4 separate regions of the Gossypium hirsutum genome follow, and all the other regions are linked to region 3. Evidence: chromatin contacts called from public Hi-C data. All regions are on one chromosome and are shown on one strand. The core of a region is the stretch at or near the end of the contact, and the rest is flanking DNA. Distances in the headings are between cores, read along the strand shown.

What was found. Hi-C and Micro-C count contacts between places; a contact is called where the count stands out from the background.
Region 1: a contact with region 3 is called in a Hi-C map of leaf, with 2.0 times the contacts expected there. The contact joins the promoter of LOC107951486 here to the promoter of LOC107951479 in region 3. A contact is called at or near these places in 10 of 34 Hi-C or Micro-C datasets (callus, hypocotyl, leaf and 2 more).
Region 2: a Hi-C map of leaf shows a contact between it and region 3, with 2.8 times the contacts expected there. The contact joins the promoter of LOC107951483 here to the promoter of LOC107951479 in region 3. A contact is called at or near these places in 13 of 34 Hi-C or Micro-C datasets (callus, hypocotyl, leaf and 2 more).
Region 4: a Hi-C map of leaf shows a contact between it and region 3, with 2.5 times the contacts expected there. The contact joins the promoter of LOC107952035 here to the promoter of LOC107951479 in region 3. A contact is called at or near these places in 7 of 34 Hi-C or Micro-C datasets (callus, hypocotyl and leaf).

Annotation. Positions count from the first base shown.
Region 1 is chrA02:13,919,408-13,926,140 of Gossypium_hirsutum_v2.1, forward strand. LOC107951486 (TAF5-like RNA polymerase II p300/CBP-associated factor-associated factor 65 kDa subunit 5L) reads right to left here and starts at 4,195. Exons shown (of 6, transcript XM_016886552.2): 1 at 2,644-4,195; 2 at 2,034-2,089; 3 at 1,615-1,887; 4 at 1,275-1,511; 5 at 904-1,023; 6 at 1-804. The coding sequence starts at 4,195. The coding sequence ends at 802. It overlaps LOC107951487, which reads left to right and starts at 5,300. Exons shown (of 2, transcript XM_016886553.2): 1 at 5,300-5,798; 2 at 5,877-6,397. The coding sequence starts at 5,300. The coding sequence ends at 6,163.
Region 2 is chrA02:13,977,872-13,984,767 of Gossypium_hirsutum_v2.1, forward strand. LOC107951483 (SWI/SNF complex subunit SWI3C) reads right to left here and starts at 1,897. Exons shown (of 7, transcript XM_016886546.2): 1 at 1,573-1,897; 2 at 943-1,437; 3 at 1-212. The coding sequence starts at 1,591.
Region 3 is chrA02:14,106,813-14,112,851 of Gossypium_hirsutum_v2.1, forward strand. LOC107951479 (proteasome subunit beta type-3-A) reads left to right here and starts at 1,497. Exons shown (of 7, transcript XM_016886544.2): 1 at 1,497-1,686; 2 at 1,792-1,973; 3 at 2,083-2,190; 4 at 2,857-2,946; 5 at 3,961-4,045; 6 at 4,260-4,354; 7 at 5,092-5,287. The coding sequence starts at 1,681. The coding sequence ends at 5,140.
Region 4 is chrA02:14,304,308-14,310,471 of Gossypium_hirsutum_v2.1, forward strand. It overlaps LOC107952035 (aldehyde dehydrogenase family 3 member H1), which reads right to left and starts at 4,319. Exons shown (of 10, transcript XM_016887275.2): 1 at 3,820-4,319; 2 at 1,907-1,975; 3 at 1,712-1,808; 4 at 1,400-1,606. The coding sequence starts at 4,044.

The DNA.
Region 1 (6,733 bases), core at 2,945-5,444, 180 kb before region 3:
TGTTTGACATAAACATACCCATATCTGATATTCACTTTTGAATCCTGAACCCGGGTAACATGGACTATATTTACTGTCATTATACTCTTAGCTTGAGAAGAACTTGAACAAGAGTTGATAGTGTATAGACATTTCACACTACTCACCCCCTGTATACATGTATTGGTATATTTTCTGTACAAAGGTCACCAACCCGTTGCCTATCGTATACCACTCCATCAAAACCTTCGGGGTCCTAGAAATGCAAGCCAATAAGGCTTTGATCACTTCCCCTGATAGTATACCTACAAGTTGAGATCAGTGTTAACTGATTGAGCAGTTCATCCACGGTTGGTAGGAAACTGAAAACGTAAACGAAAAACAAACAGATAAAGAATAGCAAATCTTGTTTTCGTTGTTGGTTATCGTCAACATGCCGAGGTCTTAAAGCCTAGCAAGGGAAACACAGGAATTCTCTGTTGAATTGAAAGAATTGAAATAAAATAAAATAAAATAAAAAAGTTATCAAATGAAAAAATGTATGTGATGTCAACTATAACTAATACCAGGCAAACAAAGAATAAAGTGATTATTTGTGTAAAATACATATTGGATTGTTACCTCATGAGAAATGACATAAAAGGAGCAAATTCTCATGAAAAACTACAAAAAGGTATGGAACATACCTTAACGGTCCGATCACCAAAACCGACAAAAAGCTTCCCTTCTGAGTATGATAAAGCTGTTATAACAGAATCACAAGGAATCGATCCAATATGTCGAACATCTACTTCAACATCATCTCCTGCTAGTTCCTGCAAATCACTATATCAATGACATTTGTAAATCGAAACATGGATAAAATGCTTCTACAGCCTGCTTCTCAGGCAAACAAAGATTAATTAGTCAAGCTTGTGTTCAAACCTGTGCCTTGATGGTTCTGTCCCAACTTCCTGTAAAAAGCCATTTCCCATCCAAGCTAACAGTGAAAATGGCACCATTGTGTATTTGCATCGATTTCCTAAGCACATCATGCCTCCAGATCTGGAAAGAAGCATGAAAGAAAGAAATGATTTTATTATCAAACTCGAGAGAATGAAAGAAAAAGGAAAGGAAGATGGGTTGGCAAGAACAGCATATTCGCATCTGGCCTTTTTCAAATGGACCGGAGAAGCTAAATAGCAAAATTCGTTTGAGTACTGTGGCATAAATTCATTTCCAGGAAATAAGTAAATGCACATGTGAGAATACGAGAATAAAAGACAAATTCGACAGCAGTTTGAAGAACAAAGAACCTTCACAGAGCCATTTTCGTAAGTAGCAATAAGTGTATGCTGGTCAGCTGCAAGAGACAAGACAGTGGACACAGATCTCAGCATGCCTTCCCCTAAAACAGTCAAAAGACTATGATCACTTAGACTCCATAATCGAACAGTTCCATCCCAACTCCCGCTGTAAAGAACTCCATTATTCACTGCTACGGCAGAAACTACCGATTTATGGCCAGTCATAGTGCCTGACAGGGTGCCATCCTGGAAGAGAAAAGGAAAGCAAGGTTCCAAATTATTATCATCTAGCATTTCAAAAGGTTAAGAAATAAGCAGCACACATGAAATGAAAATCAAATAATTATACCCGCAATGACCATTCTTTAATCAATTTATCTCCACTTCCAGTGTATAAATAGCCATTTTCTGAAACTGCCAAAGCATGGATTCCACTATAGCGCCAATCCTTTTCCTCGTACCATTTCTTTAACGGATCTTGTCCGAAAGGGATATTAATGCTCCATAAAAATATGCCACCTCCACTATCGCCACTAATGCATAATGGCTGTTCTTCATCCACACAGACAACAGCCATTACCTTATGCTCATGACCTCTGAACGTATGCACATGAGAGTAATCCTGTAAATAGATGCGGGAAGAAACTGATTCAAAATGAGCCAATATTCCAAACTAAATTACTCATGGAACAGTTACGCTTGCAGAGTATGATTGAATTTAAATCATAATACACCCACTTGAATAAATGATAATTTAGGAGAGCATACCTGCAGGGACCATACTTTGACTGATTTATCGAAGGAGGAGCTAAACAGATAACCCCCTAGAACAGCAAAAAGAAAATATGAATACATCTCCTAAATTTACCTAAGATTCATGAAATCATTTAAAACCATATATGTCAAGAAGAAGATCCAGCATACCATTAACATCGAAAAGGAAAAGAGAAGGGTAAAACAACATTGTTTAACCGGATATGAGGCAGCTTAAGATTCGAAGAATCATGGTCCAGGATCATGTGACACGCAATTGTGTAATGGAAGAAACTCTGTTTCAATGATCGAAATGCAAATCACCAAAGCCCTCCCACCCAGGCCTCAAAACAGCCACCTTATTAACAAAAGGAATCCTTGTAACGTGGATAATGACTATACTAGGACTAGCACCATGCAACAGCGAATGCTAAGTTAAATTTTTTTATTGCATTTTATAGAAGTGGCAGCAAACTACCAAATATTCACAGGCCTTATGCTTGTAAAGTTCCTAAATACAAAAGCCATAACAAGGTATCGACTACTAAGAACCCTTTCCACCAATTAGCAGTCAGCAGTATCAAAATTGAAACAGCATATGTTAAAGACAGATAAGAAACTATACCTCCTACAGCTAATCCAGTAACACAATCAAGATGGCCTTGCAAATCTTTCCATTTAATTCTGCCCTCTGTAAGACCATTAACCATGTCTGTTGCACCATTTGCTTCTTTTCCTGGTAACTCATATTTTTCCTGTGTTTCGGTTCTTTCCCTGGACAACAGACACAATTTCCCAACAACCATACATCGACCTCCATTCTCATCATAACTTGCACCATCCAATTTCACCATTTTATCAAACTGAGGTTTAATAACTAGCTCCCTAATACATTTCCACACATCTCCCGCTAGTGAACGATTCTCGGGATCAAGATCCAAGCATTTACATAGAATCTGCTGCAAAGATGCACATTCGGCACCAAATTTAGTTCCCAATAAAGAACTCACTTTCTCCATCAAACTTGTATAGACACTTGAACAATCTATTTCACTATTTTCACTTCCTTTCACAATAATATGGCACATATATTCAACCCATTCATCACTAAAGACATCCTCATTGACAATCCTAAGAAGAATACAACTTAACAACCAAGCATCCGAGCTATATCTTATTGGATATTTCAAGCTACAACACTCTACCCCAATACCCTCTTTCTCTAACAGCTTAAGCAACACCTCAGGGCTAATAAACACATCCCTTTTCAACAAATCTTTAAACAACATACCGATTTCTCCATCACCAATCTTGTTCCCACTAAATCCAACATTTGCAACAATATCTTGAATTCCCCTTCCAGTCAATAACACCTCATTCAAATCAAGATATATATGCCCAAAATCATCCAATTGAAAGCAAGAAAAGCTCAAGCAACCAGCAATCAACCCTTCTTTATGTAAAGAAATGACTGCCTCACACATTTCCATACCCATCAGTGCAAAATTAAAAACCCCTTCTTTCTCAAAACACCCCAAGTCCTTATCCAAAAAGTTCCCCCATTTTTGCTTCTCACTCACTAAATACAGAACCCCATCCCCAAGATCACCCCACAGACCCAAAACTCTACAAATTCTACAATTTTGCTTAGTAAAAGCTCTTAAAACTAAACCCAAGTCCTCTCTTTCCTCTTCTTTCATTTCACGCAAACAATCCATAACTCTCACGAGATATCCAGCCTTAAACAAAGAACCATCCTCCTCGCCACTTGAAAAAGACCCAACAGGCAAAAGGCTCACTTGGTCTCTCTCAACGGTATCGTCACGGAGAAGGTAGCTTTTCCAGTTGGAATAAAACTCGTCGGACCAAGAACGAGGGAGGAAAGGGAGATTGGAGACATTTTTGGATTTGTTGACGGGTTTTCGGGGATTTTCAGAGCCGCCGGGGATTAGTCTAAGGAGGTCGATGTTTTTGGGGAGAGTCGTGGGGCCCTCCGGTGGGTACTTGACGAGCACCGTACACGCGGGGCATCGGATTGCTCCCGGGAGTTTCTTAGGGAGGTTTAATAGGCATGACTCGCACACCGTGTGGCCACACGCGAGCACACGCGGGATCGTGCACGCGCCGTCGTACGGTTGCAAACAGACTGGACATTCCGGTAAGTCCTGCGACTCCATCGCCGCCGGGCAGAGAAAAAAGAAAGAAGTTTCGTCTTCTTAAAAAGCTGTACCCTCCCAAAAAACACGTCGTTTCACTTTGACCAAAATCTACCTTCTGACATTTTTACCCTTACAGTTTCCAAATAATACCAAAATCACTCTCCTTTACCAGCAGTTCGTTTTCTCTGAATACATCTTTCTCTGAAATTTGACGTATCGATATCGCAACGGAGAGGGACCGGCGGCGTACGGCGGCGCATTGAGGGTTTAAAGAGCATGGCAGGATCAAGAAATTCAATGCTCTATTCGTTTCTTCTATTTACCGTCATTCTTTCACTCCAAATGATGTATCGAGGAAAATTAGCGTCCTCAGAACTGTTCACCATTCTAGGTGGATTCATCAGCTCATTCTTGTTTCTCGTGTCACTAACAGTGAGTCCTAGAAGTCCCGAATTGGATCCTTTTTCTTATAAATTCATCGCCTGGATTCGCAATCCACTGTTTTATACGATGCATTTGCCATTGTTTAAAGCTCCGACAGAAGTCTGAAAATCTGACGTTATTCGAGTTTGAGACATATATAACATGATTAAGCATGATAAGATCTTTTTCCCTTGGTTATTTCAGTTCATTGGGAATTTCCAGTAAGCATTTGGGATGAGAACTGGCTGGGGAGCTGGTGAGTATACATAGCTACTTTCGTTTTTTGCCTTTTTAATTATTTATGATGAGATTTTATTCAGAAAGGTTAGGAGGATGAAGAAAGATGCTACAGATCACAATAAAAAAACACGAACACAATATGTTTAAGAAATATGCAAATTGAGTAATAGACATGACCGCATGAGAAGTTCAATGCATATTTAAACATGTTAGCATATGCATACCATTCTGCTCAATCTAAAGCATTTATCACAATTTATGTTTTGCTGGAAAACGCTTACGACAGTTGTAAGTAAAATATTTTCAGAATGCATTTTCAGTTAAGTTACCTGAAAATACCTCCAGGTGAAAGTGTTTTCCCTAACAGTAAGGTGCTACTTTCTTCAATGGCTATTTAATTAGTAATATATATATAACTATGTTTGAATGGATGTCATATGAGGATCCGACAATTTAAGAATGCATCCCATCGAAATTTTTGGTGAATCCAACATCTGGCACGTGAAGGTGTCATTGGTAGTGAACACTACTGTAGAGATGTACGAGTCGGATAAAGTGTTGCAGCAATTCGAGTTCAGGCAACAAATTTCAGTGGCACCTCAAGACCTCGATGATCTACATCCTATCGACTTGCAAGGGAGGATAGATGAGAATAGGTTGATATTCCACGCACAATATATCAACATGTGGAACAATATGTACGAGTTTTTACCTACTAGCGAGGTCATTGTCGTTCCAGAGCTAGCCTACGATCCGAAGTACATACAATGGTTTAGGGTTTATGGCAAGTTATACTTGTTAGGGGAAGAGGCGAGGAGTCGACAACCACATACGAGGAGGTCACGACAGGCGCCTATACATCCAGGGTCTAGCGAGGTGGGTCCGTTGTCAGCACCTACACAAGAACCAACACCGATAACCGCACCACCCCTAAGTCAGTTTGTCTCGTCTTATTCTGGTGCGTATACTAACCCTGTCATTTTCACACAAGCATTATATATTTCTCCACATTTTTCTACTTTTACTTCGATGCTAGGTTTTGTTTTTGGACCTTTATCCCTGGTGTATTACATGCTGATGCCATCGATATTTTCGACAACGACGACGTATGGGCCATCTATGATTCGGGCACCGACCGAGAGTCCAATTGCTATGTCATCGATGTATGGGACACAATATAGTTATACCTCTATTCCGATGGTGCCTCAAACACCTCCAGGATCATTGTTCTACCAAGGTGGATCATTTTCCCAACCACATATTCCTAGACAGGAGGATGCACGGGTAACCGAGGAGCAATCAGTCGCAATCAACCACAAATGAAGGTGAAGAAGATGAGAGGCCAAGACCACAACCTATACCGGAGGTCGAACCAAGAAGGAATCCGTCTCGCAACCGCTGGTTAACCCGATGTAACACATATTCTAATCGGGGATTAGATTGATTTACTTTATTATTGTACTTCTTATGTTCACATTGAAATAAATATCAAACGTTTTTATTGTATCGATTTTGTACATTATTATGTTTTTAAATCAATATCATTTTTTCATTAAAGTTGGTCTTTATTATCATTTCATAATATTAAATCAAGACTGTACATGAATAATGGAAGAAAGTTGTATAATTTATTGATTTGTATTGTATGACAAAAGCGCGTGTTTAATATTTCAACAAAATTGATGTTAATGATGTGTTATGCTTGTATCATCACTTCGATGTGGACATAATGGTATTGTATGGCCCAGGTTCCTACACCACCTGCATAATCTCGGTTGGTTTGACTTCTCATGAATATTCATGTTGTCACGTATTTGAGTCAACGTCGGTCGACTTTTTGGTTTACAATGCAATGATCTATTGGGTAACAACTTAAATGAAGCACTCGATACA
Region 2 (6,896 bases), core at 647-3,146, 130 kb before region 3:
AATCCGAGTTAAATCCTCATTATTGATACCATTTACCAACCCCTGACAATCAGAAACTGTAATTCTCTTCCCAGGATTATCCATGTATTTGACAACTATTTGGTTTCTACATTCAATATATCTTTCTGGCGTGTGTTCAGGTGACTTCCCAGAGAAGAAAAGTGGCACAACTTGTCTTTCTAGACGATGCACTGTGGCTGGTGAAAACCACTCTGCTTGCAAGGAAACCCACAAACACAACCAATTATTAATACACGAATAAGAAGATTTTAGTTCACAAAGAGAGAGGGTGCAACATAAGCTTGGAGTTTATAATGCATATTTCTTCTACTAATGCTAGACATGACATGACATGACATGACACGACACACATATCATGTAAATAAAACCAACCCAAGTTTAAATTGCTTAACTTTTGTTTTAATTTAGATTACATCTCCTGTCTGAGCTAGATCAAGATTCAAGACATTTCTTAGAGTCCAATCAAAAGAAGGTCTAGTCTAGATACTAATCAACTCACATAAAAAAAACGATTATAAAGTTCCCCAGTCAAATACAAAAAGGAACTTAAATTATATACTTTCTCAAAAGACTTTTCCAACAGTGCATCTTAAATTCAAGCTGATAAAGAAAGAACTTTTTTTTTTTGAAAGGTACAAAGAAAGAACATTCACCAAATATTAGCAGCTTGCGTTCACTACGAGAAACAGACGAAAGTCAAACCTTTGAAACTCTTCAATCCTACATCTTAATACCACTTACAGTCAATTAATATAAATAAGCTCCATCTATTTATACCCTTGATTTATAGGAAATTTGTTGAAATTAAACCCCCTAAACTTGTTTCCAGATTATTCTTTCGGCTAGCCAAAGTCAGACTCAAAATTGAAACCAGGCAAAAGTTTAAAGCATGAAGATATTAAAGAGACAGCGGAACCGAACCTGAATGCATTGGCAGGACATGAACCGTACTCCCAAACCTCTTAACAACACCACGACCCTCCATTATAGGAGGAGGGGTGATCACATACTTCTCCGGATCAACAACGGGAGCTTCCGTAGAAACCGACTGTATCTGCCCGTGCGAAACATTCTCCAAAACCGCCAGCTCAACCTGCTGATGCACCTTACTATCCCCAATCAAACCCGCCCGTTCAGATGCCACGATCGCCATTACGGAACCGTGAGGACAGTTCACGGTTCTCTTCACCACGGGAGGGAACTCCGAGATGCGAAGTCCACCGCCGGCCAGGACCTCACTCTCGCTGGAGCCCGGTAAGGATGGATCCGTGGCGACACCGGCGGCATCGTCCCCGGAGTTGTCAAGGTCATCGTTGTTCTCTTCTTCATCGTCTTCCTCCGGAACCACATCCTTTTCTTCCAGCTGGTGCTTCAATCTTCGCTCTCGCTTCCGCCGCTTCCATCTACCTCGACCATCTATCCCAAAAAAAAAATTAAAAAAATTAATTCTAGGAAAAATGAAAAACGTAATTAGGGTAACTTAAATTTTATTATCATTGGATACGGAAAATGAGAAAATAATTAAAAGAAAAAAGAGGGACGAGAGATTGCCTGAAGAAGAAGCAGGCATTGGATTGAATTAGAAGTGAAAGGTGAAATTACAGAGAGGAAGTGTGTGAAATGGCGAAAGAATTTTGTGGGGTGGGGGATTAAAATTGCAGGGACGAGAAAGGTGTAGTAGTAGTAGTATATTAGCAGAAGGAGAAGGAGAAAGAGAAAGTGAATAGGGACTTTCCTTTTCTTTTCTTTTCTTTTCTCTTCTCTTTCTCTTCTTTGTTTTGGTTCTGCCCTCTGTTTCTTAACTTTTCCCCTCCCGCACTTCACCGTTTTTCCTTTGGGATCTTGGCGTGAGTAGGCTTAGTGGGCTCACTTGGTTACCCACCAACGTTTAGTCAATGTTATAAAAGTCAAATAGGTATCGAATCTCGACATACCATTGATTTTCGATTTAATCTTATATTTAGAGATTCATTTATTCCCCTGGTTTGGACTGATATATTGACAAGTTCTCAATTCAATTGAGTTCTAATAACATTGGGTTTCATCAATATTTTTTGAATTGATCTAACCGGTCAAGGTACAAGTCCAATGAAAAGTAAAAAAATCTATTGATTAGTGAACCTAGCTAAAACCGGTTTTTATAAACTTTTTAATTATTTTTAAAAATCATATATGTCATAGAAACACAATTAAATATGAAAATTTTAAGTTTAGATATAGTTGGTTGAGTTACACGAGTCACAAATAACTGTCAAAGCATAAGTTACTCTCAATTAAAAATATTTTTTATCGACTGGATAAGATACTTTGAATTCAATAGAAAGAGCTAATTGTTATGCTCCATAGAGATCACTTATAAAAAATCTAGGATTTTCATAAAGTTAATTTGATGTGGTCACTAGGATGACACTACGATGCGGCTTTGGTCTGACAGTTGAATACAACAATTAGGTCTTCCTAGAGATTCATGTGATCATAAATTTCCGGACCAATTACAAAGTGTCACGTATCAAGCTGAAGTTATTGTAAGTCGAGCCAAACTTATCATGGTGAAAATTTGATGACATCATAATTATTTTTCTCTAATTAGTTTAAGTTAATTAATAGATAAATTTATCCCTAATTAAAAATAAAATAATTAAATGATAAAATTAAATTATTATTTCATCTTTAATCAATTAATAAGAGAAAAATAATAAATAAAAGACTTTAATTACTTGTAGAACTTTCTTTTATTCAAGTAATTAGTAGTATAAGAAGAGGTGGCCCCAAGCCATTATGCAAATTCACAAGTTCAAGAAGCCCAAAAGATCTCATCAAAATTATCTGAAGAAGTTGAAGAACTTGAAGAAATTTTGATGAACCTTCCAATCCAGTTCATATTTGGAGAAGAAGACAAAAGTCGTTTCTGAAAAAAGTTGTCTTTCGATCCAAATCAACTAAAGAAAAAAGGTCCAAACCTATTTCAAGAAGAAGTCAACATGACCCTTGAAGTAATCACATCCATCCAAGACCAAGTCTAGACAACTTTGGATTACAGCTAAATCAAAGAGAAGAATCAAATAAGTTTTCTTTGTAAAGAAATCCAGAGATTGTAACTTCTCTTTCAAAGTTATCAATAAATTTGACTTAGAAATTTCAAGTCAACTTTCAATTTAAAATTTGTGTGTATAGTTTGTTAATCAAAGATTTGGTGGATCCATAACATCGTTTCACTTAGAGAAGCTTATAATAGTTTGATGGAAGATCTTTGGGGTGAAAAAGAATGTAATGGAAGATTGTTTGGGAATGCTCTATACTTCAATGTATTCGGGTTTTCTTATGTTAGTTTTTATTTTTAAATATTTTGATATAACAGAATATTTCCTTAATTAAATTTTATAAGATCTCATGTTAAACCTTCAAAAAATAGTTTCAAGTAATTTTCAAAATTGTTTAAACATCTAAAAAAAATTATGAAGATTAGAAGCTCCTAAAAGTACTTTTAAAACTTATTTTTTGCATAACTTAGGCTATGGTTCAATACCATTAGTAAGGATACCATAACACAACTTACTGACTTTAAGGGTATTGAACCCCTTGGGCATAAGTGTCTATATATATTACTATGTATTGGACCCAAGCTTATGTGCTCTGGAACTTGGGGTGCCAAATCAATTTTTGAACATTTGGGGGTATTGAACCCCAAATGAAGAAGAACTGAACCCTAAAGCAAGAGGTATTTGAACATAACCTTAGAGTCTGGTACCTATAGCTTTAACGATTACTTTATTTAAGCAGGGTATCAGAACTTAAAGTCCAAGTAGCGAAACATAGGCCCTTACAACTGCATTTAATGTTCAAGTAAATGTCTTCAACAACTCAATTTTCCCTCTAATTACTCTAAGCGACTAGAAATCAATGAAAGGTATAAATATAACTCAAGAACATAAAAAAAGAAGACAAGAAACAAGTTCATAAAGCTTATTGTGTAAAAATCCAATCTTTCACTTATAATTTTCATATTTCTCTTGTTCACACTTGGGGTTTTATTTTCTTTCATTATTTTCAAGTGTTAGTAATTCATTTAACTGAGCTTGATTATTGTATATAACCCTTTGGTAGGCATTTCTTTTTAACTATTCATTTCTAAAATTTGTGAGAGGTCACTTAAGGTTGTGGGTAGAAAACTTTAATGGGAAATGGGTCTATCTTGTCTATTCAAAAGATAATGTTATAAAGTGAAACCTTATCCTTAAAAGGTTTCATGGATTTGGGAAACCTTTAATTTTAAAGAGCTAAGGTAATGAGTGTAAGCAATTGGGGTTGAACCACTATATATCATTGTGTCAATTTTTATTCATCTTTCTTGCAAAGTTTTGAATCACCAATTCATCCCTTTCAGCACAATTAAGCTTTACATCTTATGGCAAGCAATGAAAAATAGATTGTTAACGAATGTCACACGGATGCAGAGAAGGTATGGTAGAGGATCCAACGTGTTCAATTTGTGGAGTAATGAAGGAACTAGTCTTACAAGTTTTGAAAGAGTGTCAAGAGATCACTAGACTTTGGAGAAGTTTATTGGGATCCAATGGAGTTAATAGTCCTTCTTCACGTTTTTTTGGTTGAATGGCTTATTGGTAATTTGAGGATTAATGTTGGTTTAATATGGGGTAAAACCATTTGAAATATTCTTTGCTACTGTTATTTGTAACTACGTGCATGCGTGCGCAATAAACAAACGATTTTATAAAGCAAATTTAAAGTATGGTTTCACTGCAAGCGTATAAGTTAGTTGTAATATTTATAGTTCTAATGGAACACGAAGTATCCAAGGGGTCAAACCCAAAAGAGACAGCGATTGAGTGATAAATAGCATATATTATAGAGTTTAAGCGACTACTTGTATTATTTTATAGTATAGCAAATCATAACAAGAAAGTTTTGCAAGAAAATTAAATATGTTAATCTAAGGACCAAATTATAAATAGTACAACAGTACGAGATTAACCAATAAATTCCTAACGGTTGTAGGTTATAACACCCCTAACCCCTATCCGTCGTTGGAACAAAGCCACGGAGCATTACCGGAGTTTACAAATCAATTACAGAAAATTTATGTTATTTACTATTCATATTCGTCGTCCCTTAATTGGGTCCTTAAGGCCCCAAATACACGTTAGAATCAAATCAGGACTAAACCAGAATCTCAAAAAAATATTCGCGAAATTTCAAAATTTTTCTTAAATATAGGGCACAGGCCATGTGGCTCACACGGCTAGATGACATGCCCGTGTCTCAGGCCGTATGGCCATTCGATGTGAGGCACATGGTCATGTCCCAGTCCGTGTCCGTACCTGTGTAACTCTCTTACTTGAGCCACACGGCCAGCCACATGCCCATATGCCAGGCCGTATGGACAATTTAAATTTCAAAAATTAGGTGCAGGGTTCACACGGCCAAGACACACGCCCGTGTGCTAGGCCGTGTGTCACACACGCTCGTATCTCTGCCCGTGTGGCCAATTCTGAGCATTCTGTTTCTAAATTTTAAAGATGCAAAGGACACACGGCCAAACCATACGCCTGTGCGCATGGCCGTGTAACATACACGGTTGAGACACATGCCCGTGTGTCTACCGTGTGGACAAAAATAGGCTATTTTAATGGCCACTTTTCTCACCCAAATTATCTTCAACTTACATTAATACTTGAATACATATACCAATCAATTCAAGGCATTAAAACCAAGCCAACATTAACATTATACATGATCTATCATCACATGTATTCAAACTTACTTTTTTAAGGACATATATATTTACCATTCTTCAATCTAACCATACCAAACATACATGTATTAACCACACTATAACCTCATATATATATTCACCAAAAATATCGTCACTAGCCATTCTAATGGCTAGATTACAAACAACCATTTATATGCCAACATTGGCCAAGTTATCCTATACATGTCATTAAACGAAAATGAGCTGAAGGATAGTGTGATGATATTCCAACCGATTCTAACCTTTACGAGCTTCTGAGCACTATAAAACAAAGAAAAGAAAACTGAGTAAGCATTTCAAATGCTTAGTAAGTTCGTATAATAGAAAATTAACTTACCAATCATATTCATTTAAAGTAAGCATACAGACATGCATCCAAAACTATGTGGCCAATTGCCTAGACACATGTTTTCACCAAACAAGTTAGTCATAAAATTTTATATAATTATCAAGAAAATAGAGATGAGCTCATCACACAGCTATTTCCAGGTAGATCAGGGATATTCAAGATATAATTAATTTAATTCTCATATTTTCTCATATCAGGGTTTTTTTTCCGTTGAATCTTTGAAATATAGATGGATACTCGGGTAGTACAAACAAGATGTACTTACCATTGATTCGTTAATTCATATACGAGGGTGCTCTTTAGAGCACATAATCAGGAAGCACACTCTCGAGCCTTGTAACTGGAAGCTCACACAGAGCCATTTCGAGAAGCCCACAAAGAGTCTATCAAGAAGCTTATCTGGGCTATGTAACGAGAAGCTCATAAGAGCCATAATCGGGAAGTTCACAAAGAACCATATCAGGAAGCTCACGAAGAGCCCATCGGGAAACTCAATAAGAGCCATGTAATGGGAAGCTCCGAATAGCCATATATCGAGAAGTTCAAGCGAGAACTGTCAGAAAGCTCATAAAGAGCCAATTTAATGGGAAGCTCATGAAGAGCCATATATCGGGATGCTCATAAGAGTTAAGGTATGTCTACAACACATGAAGGATCACAACCTATCAGGATGCTCTGAAGAGTTAGAACAGGAAGCTCACAAGAACCATATAACAGGAAGCTCGAGAGGTCTAATAACAGGATGCTCTTTCG
Region 3 (6,039 bases), core at 247-2,746:
AGTAGCTACTCCTTTAAAAAGCTTATAGGTTGTAGAAAATTAGTTACTAAACTCGCTTAAGTAAATATTTAAAATAAAAATCAAATATAAAGAAAGAAAGAGTAAAGGGCAGCCCAACATATGTATTGGGTAAGGCCTAAGAGATAGAGAAGAAGGAAGTGAATTAAAAGCCCAACATTTTATCCCTATTTTTTTTTCCACTTTTAAAAATAAAGGTAAATTACTTAATTGGTTGCCTAATTTTTAGGGGTTTTCAATTTTGGGTACTAAAATGAAATACTTGTAATTTCATTGCTAAATTTTTAAGGTATTTTCATTTTTGTTCTCCAAGCCTAAAATTTCTAATGGTGATTATCTGTACATGCTGCATCATGTTCACACTTTCATTTTGATCACTTAACTTTTAGGTCGCTTTTATTTTAGTCACCTAATAAAATATTTTTTTAAAGTATTGATTGGGATAAAAAATTAAGAATTAAAGTGAAAAAAATGATAGAAACTAAAACAAAGCATTAAAGAATTTGTCAAATTGTACTTGTTTATTACAACGCTGAAAATTCTAAATTTCTTTTTGTTTTTAATATTGAAACTTTAAATTTAAAAACATACAAATCAAATAAATAAATTGTTAAAAAATTGTCCTTAATAATATTAATCACTTTGTTATTGTAATATTGAAGTTAATTAAATTAATCTCCTTCTAAATTTTAGAATTTTACTTTATGTTTCCATATTATTTTTAATGAAATCAACTCAATAACTCATATTATTAATTTTCTGAAAAATTTAAATTTATTTTAATTATATAATCTCAAATCTTCCTTACAAAGCTAAAATCAAAGAAAAATTATAGCAATTAATTAAGTTAATTGCTTGTTTGGGTAAAGAAGTGATGAAAAAATTCTGAATTTATTTGGCATGGAATATAAAATTAATCAATTTAATTAATTGTAAAAAAATCGAGATCATACAATAAAAAAAATTGGGTCTCATAAACAATTCTTAAAGATGATTTATTTGAGTTTATTTTAATTTGGAAATATACAATAAAATTTTAAGATTTAAAAGGAGACTAAATTAATTAATTTAATTAATTTTAATATTATAAAAGTAAAACGGTTAACACTATTAATGGATAATTTTTTTTCAATAACTTATTTAATTGATTTTGATGTTTTGAAATTTAAATTTTCAATATTAAAATTAAAAAAATAATTAACTTCCTATAAAGAGATAAACAAGTACAATTTGATAACTTTTAAAGTATTATTTTAGTTTTTACTCTCTTTTTTACATTAATCCTTAATATTGTTTTACCTTAATCAATATTTAAAAAAAGATTTTTTTTTGAAAAAAACGAAAGCATGAATATGATCTGATATTTACAAATTAATTACCCTTAGAGATTTAATGGTTGCGTGACAAATGAAACTGTCTTAAAAGTTATGTGATGAAATTGTAATAATTTCATTTTGAGCAACTAAAATGAAAACCTACTAAAAGTTGGGTGACCAATTAGGTAGTTTACCCTAAAAATAAATGCAAAGGTTGAAACTTTGGAAGCTGGAGTGATCTCCAAGCCATCTCTCTTCAGTCTTTTAAGCTCCGCTTTTGCTAAAATCAAATCAGTTTCTCCCCTAAATTTACTGAAATTTTATAGCAAGACTCCTTATTTCTCCGATGTCGGTATGTCATTTCTTTTTTTTCTGAATCTTTTTTTTTCTTCCCCTTTGTTGAAACCCTAATTTAATTTAAATAATGGATTGTTTTGGTGGTGGATGATGATGGCAGATCTTCGAATACAACGGGAGTGCCCTAATAGCCATGGTAGGCAAGAACTGCTTCGCCATTGCCAGCGATCGGAGACTCGGAGTTCAACTCCAAACTATCGCCACCGATTTCCAGAGGATTTATAAAGTCCACGATCGCCTCTTCCTCGGTCTCTCCGGCCTCGCCACCGATGCTCAAACCTTGTATACCCTTTATTTTTCCCTTTATGCTTTTTTTTTGGTTCCCTATAAAAAACAATGATTTATCCTAATATTTGGGTTTTCTATTTCTTTTAAATGATAATAATTGAAGGTATCAAAGGCTTGTCTTTCGGCACAAACTGTATCAGCTAAGAGAAGAAAGAGACATGAAACCTGAGACTTTTGCTAACCTTGTTTCTGCGATTCTTTACGAGAAAAGGTCTGTTTAACATCTCCCTTCCTATTACCCCTCTAATATTGGGCTAAGTTAGATTTTTATTTTTATTTTTTACATTTCAGGCTGTCAACTTAGTTCTTGAGATTATTGGAAGAAATAGCAAGATTTAGTTTTGTTTTATGCAGCCAAGTACTAACTATTGATTAGTTTGGTATTCTAATTAATTTCAAAAGAAAAGTCCTAGGAGAGAAATTGATTAATCAATAATAGAATTAAGGTCGCTTGGGGTAGAGGATGGGTGACAAATGCCTGGATTTGAGCTCCGAACTTGGATGTCACCTCTTGTAGATGGTTGCGTTAACCAACTGAGCTAAGCTCCGGGTTTGCTATAGTGTACTCTTGAATAATACTGGTTACCAGTTCAGGAGAGGAAAAAGGCCTTGCTTATGTCCTTGAAGGGGAATAGTCCACTTACCTTATGACAAGAAACTGAGCATCAAATATATTCTTGGCCCAACCTTAATTTCATGTTTAGCCTTCAAACCTAACAGAGAGGCTCTTCTTTTACTAATAAACTCCAGCCTCCTTTATGATATGTCTAGCTAGAAGGAATTTCTAGGAAACAATAGATTTGGTGTGAGGATTACACTTGAACGGGTGCACCATTTTATATGTCTGTGATAAGTTTTGTGGCATTTTTTCCCATAGGTTTGGTCCATACTTCTGCCAACCTGTAATTGCTGGATTAGGAGATGAAGACAAGCCCTTCATTTGCACCATGGATTCCATCGGAGCCAAGTAAGTTGACTTCATTCTCTTGTAATTTTTGAAACAAAAAAGCATGAAGTTATCTTAGTTGTTAAGTACATCCGTATTACCTTTACTCACAGTATTTACCTAACCAAGAGTGTTGTTCTTGTAAACCTAATGCATGTTACTTTCTATTTGGTAATATAAGCTTACCAATCGAATCTCCTCCATGGAAAGGAATTTTTCTTTCATATGTCAATCAAAATCTAAAGAAAGTAGACTTTTTCTCTGTTGACATATTGCCTAGAGACCTGTGTCATCTAGGAGAGAACCAGAAATTTGAACACTTGTTACTAAAAGAACTCACTATTATTCCAAACCTGAAATTTGAGCCCTTTTTTTGGGGGTTAAGTAACCTGCATTTCTTTAAAATCAGTAATTCGGGAACTGATTGATATAAGAATCCCAAGATCATTCCAATTCCGTCTTAAACAACTCATTTAAGCATGATCCTTGACATTTGGCAAACTAGGGGCTTGAGGTATCCATATGTAATCACATGATTAGCAAAATTAAGAACTATGCCCCCTATGCATTCTTTTGTGTCTCCTTGTGCACGTGATAAACAAGAACCATCCCCCAGCCACCAATTATGTATAATAATTTTCTTTTATAAAAGATACCTTTTTATTAATATGTTGATATTTATAGTTTTAATAACTATCTTCTTTCTTGCAAAGAAGGAAGTACTTCTAAAAAATTTTAATCCAGTTCTATATATCACAGTTTTTCATGTGTCATTTTCCTTGTGTCTATCTCTCTTCTGAAAGATTTGACTTATAAATGCCCGTTAGTGTAGCCTTACAATCTTTGCCATGACTAACCCTCATGTTGTGTTTATCCATTTTTTGGGTCAATGAATTGGATTATTGCCTGACAATTCTATTTTAACTCTTATGGTTATAATGATCTCTTTATGTTCATTGTTTTGGTTAGTAAAAGCCTTTTGAAGCAAATGCTGAGATTATCACAAATGTTATGTTTTCTTTCTTGTAAATGCAGGGAGCTTGCGAAAGATTTTGTTGTAGCTGGCACTGCCTCGGAGTCTCTCTATGGTGCCTGTGAATCAATGTTCAAGGAGGGCATGGTTTGTTATTTTATTTATTTCCCTATGCTCAAATTGGAACACATTCACATTCACATTATTACCTAAAAACTAAAACATGGTGCTCACTTTTGAAGTAGATAAGGTTACAGTGTATTGACTCGTAAGCTAAAAAAGAATTATGGTTGCTTGCTATTAAATATTCATGCCAGAAATACAAATTCATTCTTCACTGACTCAATGCTTTCTTCTCCAGGAACCTGAGGAATTGTTTGAGACGGTTTCCCAAGCTCTCCTTTCATCAGTAGATCGCGACTGTCTGAGTGGTTGGGGAGGACATGTCTATGTTGTGTAAGCATTTACAAATGTTTTTCGTATGTGTGTGTGTACTCCTAGCAGTTTATTCCTAGGTTATATTTGTTATATAATGTTTGCCGAAAAGAATCTGGCTGTTTATAGGGAAAATGCAGTATATGTTCGTTTCTTGAATGATGATTGGTGGATAGCTAGAAACCCTTAGGTTTTACATGATAAGCAGGAAATAAAATTGAAAATATGGAAATGTGGAGTTAAAAAGTAGAAAGATAGAAAAAATATTTTTCTTTCCATTAGTTTGCTTGAAAGGAAAGATGGCAAAATTAGAAGACAACTAATTCCGTTCCATTCAATGCTCAGTAGAGTTGAAAAATAAGAGAAAAAAAAAAGATTTTAAAAATGCGTAATTTTGTACACTAAACTTACATCTCTCTTATTTTCTCTCATCTTATCATTACAAATTTGAATGATTTGTTTATATTAAAGAGGAAAGAAAATGATCATGTTTCCTATTTTTTCCTTTTGACTTTTCCTACTGAGCACACTCAAAGTTGATTTTCTTCACTTTTTCACTCTTTCAAGCACACCTTAAATATTTGCAGTAGAGAGAACACTGATGTCCAATGCATATTCAAACATGACCATAGCGATGTGATCCTCTAGATATCCATCAAATACATAGAGAAAGAGTTGAACATGCTCTTATGAGACCCTCATACTTGAGTCCAGTTAACACGGTTGTGATGTATTTGATATATGTATACGATTTGCAGGACGCCTACGGAAGTAAAGGAAAGGATCTTGAAGGGAAGGATGGATTGAATGCCGGCAACTGGTTCATTCGTAAACTCCTTTTAAACTATTTCAGTCAATTTGTGTCTCTAGAGTGTTGCTGGATTTGATGTACTCTTTATAAATTTGATAGACCAAGTTCGACATTATTGAGAGCAATGATGGATTTGTAGTGCATTTCGCGAGTTAAATTTGTTTTTTTGTATTGTTTCTTTAAAGATAAGATGCATGGGATTTTTAGACTTGCAAGTTGCAACTAAGCTAAAAGAAAATTCGAAATTCGTGGCTTAATATTCTCCCTTGAGTTCCCATTTTAGAGCTCGAATCCAATTTGTGATATGTATTAAAGAATAAGTGAGTTTGGTTTCATTTTCGATTTAAAATTAAAATGTAAATTTGAATTGAAATTTTTAAATTTTTTTAAGAAGGTCAGTACCCATGATAATTTTAAATTTTTATTCTCAATTTAATTATTGAATTAATTATTGTTTTGTTTTCTACTATGGACACTGTCAACGGTTTCCTCAATATCCAACTCCTCCTTGCTTTGGTTTCATCAACTCAAATTTATCCTCACATCACTGTCACTTCAATGTCGGCACTAACATCGATCCTAAGCACGTTGTCAATGAGCACTAAGCTTGATTCTTCTGTAAATGTTCTTTCAAGTTGGCCGACTCTTTGTTGTTTTAGAAATCTCACTTTATAAGTTTAAAGAATTATGAAAATGACACAATTTTAAAATTAATGATGGGGATGATTTGATTTTTACAGTAGGATTGGGTTTCGTTATTTTTTCAAGCGCTATCATCTTAAAAATTTCTTTCAAAAAAATATATTTTTTGGCGCCGTCTAACAAATTGTCGACACTGGACTAAAGTGTATAGGACTAAAATATTTAAGGATTTGAACTAAAGTGTATAGGACTA
Region 4 (6,164 bases), core at 3,069-5,568, 200 kb after region 3:
GTGACAATGTCTAAAGCATCTATTAACAACCACGCACTGAAAATTAGAACTTTGGGGAAAGCACTAAAACTTTGCAGTATGTTTCATCTTTATGAAAAAAGGGAAAAAAAAACTCAATTTAAGACATTGTGAAATTACATGGCTGAGAAAAGAATCTGAAGACAGCATAACAATAGAGGATCCAATTAAAATACCAAAGCAAACCCCAGATAAATCCCTCAAAACCTGCTTCAGTTCTTTCCATATTCCATAGTGAAGAATTACATGTTCCAGTAAAGTCTAGATAGTCTCAATGACACTTCTCTATAAGGAACACAGTAGCTGTTGCTAACCAAGGGTCTATACAACTATCTTATAAATGTCCATTAATTTCTGTTTGTGTGTGCTTCTAATCAACTAACCAAGGATCTGAAAATGTTCATGCTGAAGAGAGATTTCAGTGGAAAGAGCCAAACTCACTAAGCCCTGATGTTTTCTGCTTCATACAGGTTCCAAACCAGATAAGGGATAAAAGTCACAGTATGTTGGCCAGGGAGCCAGTGATGAATCATAACCACAAATCATCACCATAAATCCTAGAGAGAGAAAAAGCTAGCCAGGAGAATCTAGAACGAATGTTTGTAAGATAAGCCGTTGAAAAAGAATTCCGAGTCATATACTGGCCAAACATGAATAAGACCTGATTTTGCATCTAACACTGCATTCATTCATAGAGTCATCTAAACTAGATCAAAGCTACAGGTAAACATGTAAACTAAATGCTAAAAAGGAAACAATATTAAATGATCTATATCACCATGACGCCATATGGCTCCTCACCATGAATCTATGATGGATAAAGAGTCCCGAATCCACACAGAAGACATTTAAGATTTCAAAGCTTGATCCCCAGATCTACCCCTCCTCCTCCATCAACTAATCTTATTCTTGGATCTTGTTTGTGAAATTGATAAAAATCAATAATTTTATGTATTTTTATGATTTCTATATGTATTAAATTACTATAGTCTGATATATATATTTCCTTCATTTTATTTCTTTTATTTATTGTTTTCTTTCTCATATTTCCTTCAGATGAATATAAACAAAAAAAAAAACTCCAGAGGCTATTTTTTCATTTCACGGGTTGAGATATCCACTTCGAATTTTTTTCTGATATACATGAAGTAAATAGAAAAAGATTCGAAGTTCCTATTTTTCAATCTAATAAAATATTTAATAATATTAAATTAAATAATAGGACCCAAACTGTGGTTTGATAACAAGTAATAGAAAGATAATATCCACTTTGATCACAAACTTCTAGAAGCCTACACATATGAACCTTAGATAAAGTTGCCCAAGTGTATTAAGACATAAAAGATTGAACTGGAGGAGAAGGACAATTATAAGCAAGGACCTGTATACAGTATTTTGTCCCACTTTTGCTCAAGTAGTGCTGCAGTTTCAGGAACAGCCCCTTCAACAACCTTTATGCAAGAGCTATCCAAATACTCAGCTACTAGCCTTGCAAGCAACAATGATGTGGCTGGAGCGATTTCTGACGGCTTTAAGACTATAGCATTACCGGCTGCAATAGCTCCAACAATTGGATCTAGAGACAACACTGAAAGAAGATATACAATTATAGTCATCATTCCGACAAAATTTAGAAATTAAAAGAAAAAGAAAAACATGACTGTAAACAAGTTCACCACGGAGTTTAACATACAAAAAGGATAATTCCAAGCTGAGATTACTAACACCACACCCAATGGTTCAGATACAATTTCAGCAGAGGAAGGAAATGTAACCAATGAAGTTTTTGCCTGCAAGAAAGGCAGGTTAATCATATTCAACTCTTTAATACCAAAAAGAAAACTAAATGAAAGCTTCCACCCATTTGAGAGGTATCCAAAATATTTACCTTTTCTGGCATCATCCAATGCTTCATGTTCTTGACTGCCAATCTAAATGAGTTCTTTAGCATTGCTATCTGAAGTGTCAACCATGTCAATATCAGAGGAAAAAGATTACTTATTTTATGTGGGAGTTCCATAGAAACGAAGAGCACACTCGGGAGGCCAAATATAAATAACTCAAATATTGTTGCCTTCTCCATAGTTCTTGTTTTCTAATTAGTGTGACATTTAGGGTTAAAACAAAGATATCAAACATCAAGAGTTACACAAACTTAATAAGAGGATGACATCTCAAAATAAACTTGCCTGTATGACAAAAATAAATTGCTCCAGAACAATAGTAAACTAATATATTAATTTTCCAAGTTAAAAACCTAAAAGTAACCGACTTTTATCTTCAGCCAAAAAGTGACACTGAAGCCAAGAACAACCATTTAGGAAACCTCAAAAGAAAATTTGCTTACTGTCCAACATTCATTATCATTAGCTCTTAAATCTAATCAACATAACACAAAAGGTTGACTTAAATGATGCATATAACTATCTTAAAGTAAACCACGCTAACCTCCACATTTAATCCAGAGACTGAATATATATAATTTAGGCATTTGGCTCAAATAATGTTTCTTTCAAACAAGTGGCAAACAACTGTGACTATAAACAGATGACAATTTTCAAAAACCTCCTTAAGTATTCATTGGCGATAATCAAAGTTCATTTAGCTTTCATGCCATTATTAAGTATCCCCACATTAATTAATCAAAACTACAATTATCCTCACAGCAGTAGTCTATCTCAGTCAAAGCTCCAATCACCAACTTATAATTATTCAAAATAACAGTAAATAGCAATACATCTCTCTATCTCTTTCTTTTTCCTAAATCCTGTCCACCTACTGATATACATTCCTGCATTGAAGTTTAACCGTTACTTATTATTCTTAATCCTGATCTCTACTAAATATGGGCAAGCGCAGGGACTATCTACCCCAAGCCCAGACATATTCCAAATAATTAATAATTTTGAAGAATCTTCACTGATAAAAGTATACTATAGAGGCTGAACAAAAAAACAAAAAGGGCCAAAAAAGAAAATATTTCTTACGATACTTACATCATGTGGCTGGAGATTTTAACCATGTGAGCAAGTTGGATTAGAAATAAATATTCGAGTTCTAGTAGTTTGGAACACTGCATATATCTAGCAATCATTTAAAGTCAGAAAACTGATCAACCGTTTTCAAGAAAAAGTTAACTGTTAGCATGCCATAAATGCTACTTGTGCCCATCAAGATTTCAATTCTGTCACGTATTTAAACACTTCTAAAACCTTTTCACACCAGCAACAATAGAGAGAGGATTCCTAAAACTTCCCAACTGTTCTCTTCATGTATTTCACGATTCTCGAGTTGGAGCTTGACACGAAACAGGGTCTCTCATAAAAATTTATAATATTAATACAAATGTATATCTAGACATGAAAAACTAAATAAACCCCCCAAACAGCACCGTTAGCTTTAAAGACAAAGTAGTTGAAGTTGTTTATCAGTAACCAAATAAAGCCATCAAATCTATTTTATGAATATTCTAATCTGGAGACTGGTCAATAATTAATAACAAAGTTTTAATAATTTAAAATTGAAATTCAGATTCATTCAGTAACCAAGTCCAACAGTAAAGTTTTTATGATTAGATATAATTAAATGCCAATCAAGAATTGTCCAGAGCTGACTTACAGCCGCCTATAGACTTTGTACTAAACAACTAATGCTACGTGAAATAACTTCATTGAATTCTACTTCTCATCCATTTTAAAATTTAATTAACTAAAAAACAAATCCAAAATCAATTTTTTTTTAAAAAGAAAGAATAACAGGAAAATAAAATTTCAAAATTAAAAAGAAATCAAAAGATTTGACCTCATAGATGGAGGATTCGAGTTCCGGCTTGGAAAGATCATCGTGAAGAGCAGCAACGATTTGCGGCTCCTTCTCTTCCATCATCTTCACCATGGCATTCAACTGAGTCAACCTCCATTCGTAGCTTTTAGTCTTTCCGGTTGCGAAGCTAGCTCTCAACTCCTTCACCAACTCCTTTGCCGACTCCGTACAAAAAACCGGCTTGTTCTCCACTTCGCTCGTCATTATCGTCCAAATAATCAATCAAATACGCTCCAACTATGAATCTTAAAAAAGGAACCGCAGAGAACAAGAAAACAAAATGAGGATTTTGAATTGATTGGACTCTGCCGGCGTTGATAATGATGATGTCTTACGTCACCTTTTCTTTTTCCTGCCAATATACTCAAAAACAACGAAACTGCGTATGATCGTAAATAGATCTATAGCACAAGAGCCCGTGACCCGGGCCATACCTCTGGCGTTTTCCTCAGCTGTGATCTATTAAGGTAAACCTTCACCTTCTGATGGGGGACCTATACAACCGATTAAAAAGATAAATTAATTTTTCTTTTTAACTTTGGACTTTTAGATTTAATTTTGAATTTAAAAATGTAAATAAATCATACCTGGAATGTTAAGTTGACGTGAATTTCAATATAGTTCTTGTCTTTATAAGAAAGCAAGATTTAAAAATATAAAAAAGAAAATTAATGGTAAATTCCATCTTTAGTTAAATAATTATTAGTGTATTTTTCTTTCGGTAACTAAGTTATAAAGACTTTCAATTTCACCGTTAATATTTAATATTTTCCATCTGGTTTTGTTCTGATGTAAAATGTTTTTGGATATGATGATATCATATTTCATAATTATTATAATAATATATTTAGTTTTCAATATTTACATATTTTAACAATTTAATTTTAATTTTAAATAAATATTACATTAAGCTAAAAAAAATTCAATTTCATCAATAATTATATCATATCATATCATATATTATATATTTTTTGAAGAAATATCATATATTATATTAAAAGGTCTTCAAAAATAATTTTATGTCGCGTGTTTAAAATGATGACAAGTCGATAGTGTCTTTATTGGACACGTAAGCATTTTATTTATAACACCCCAATATCCGACCCTATCGTCAGGCCTGAGTTACAAAGTGTTACATTTGTTGCCAGAGCAACTACAATCAATAACATCCAATTAATGTCAATATACCTTTAAATACAAGTAATTCATGCTAATTAAACAATGCATTATCATTTTCGGGCCTTAGACGAGCCTACAAAAGCTCTTTATTAACTCGAGATTGAAATGGATCAAATTGTAAATGATACAAAATTTTGAATTGATGTCGCGACTTTGGGGAGCTCCTCATCGGGACGTGACTTTCTGACTAGGGTTCGTTTGTAATACCCTATACTTGACCCGATTGCTGGGTTTGAGCTACAGTGTGCCACATTCGTTGCCGGAGCAACTACGATCAAATTAAATACAAATTCACGTCATCAAGCTATTATTCATAAGAATTATAAACAAACAATACAATAGAGAATCATTCTTGGGTCCTAAACGAGCTCACGAAAGCTTTTAATTTAACTCGAGATCAAATCAGGACTGAATTGTAAAATTTTTAAAATACGGGGTTGATGTCGTGACGTCATCATTACCATATCGTAACGTCACCAAACAATTTATCATGTCACAACGTCAGTCTCCGCGACGTCACTCACTGTTTGGCCTTGTTGAGACGACAGTGTTTCTCGTCTCAACGTGACATTATAAGCCATTTCTTGTCGCGACGACATGCATGTGATGTCACGATGTCACATACTATTTCTGCAATACCAACTCACAACTTGTGTTTTTAAGATACACCAATGCATATTCAATTTAACCTTATTATTTTCTTCTTTTTGACCAAATGTACAGTAAAAATAGGTTCCATAATAAGCCATAAAACTTTCAATTCATATCAACATCATGTTCTAACTACCTAATACTTCCAATCATCCATTCATTCTCACTAACTTACCTAGTATTCTTATTATTCTAGATGCAAACCTATACATATTCATTCTTCACTTTATAATTAAGCTGCCATTTCATGTATCATTCCCTAACAGCACCATAGCAAATCTAAATTGCATATCATGACATATGACATATAAACCATTTATTAAGTTCATTCATACATTTCATTCAAGGTACCATTACATATCTCATGCCTTAATCAGACTATGAGAATTCTAAGTTGTATACAGATAAAGGCATATACACATCAACCACATATATCATTTTTAAAACATCAAAATGCAATATTTAATTATAAATACTATTCTATCCCAACAAAA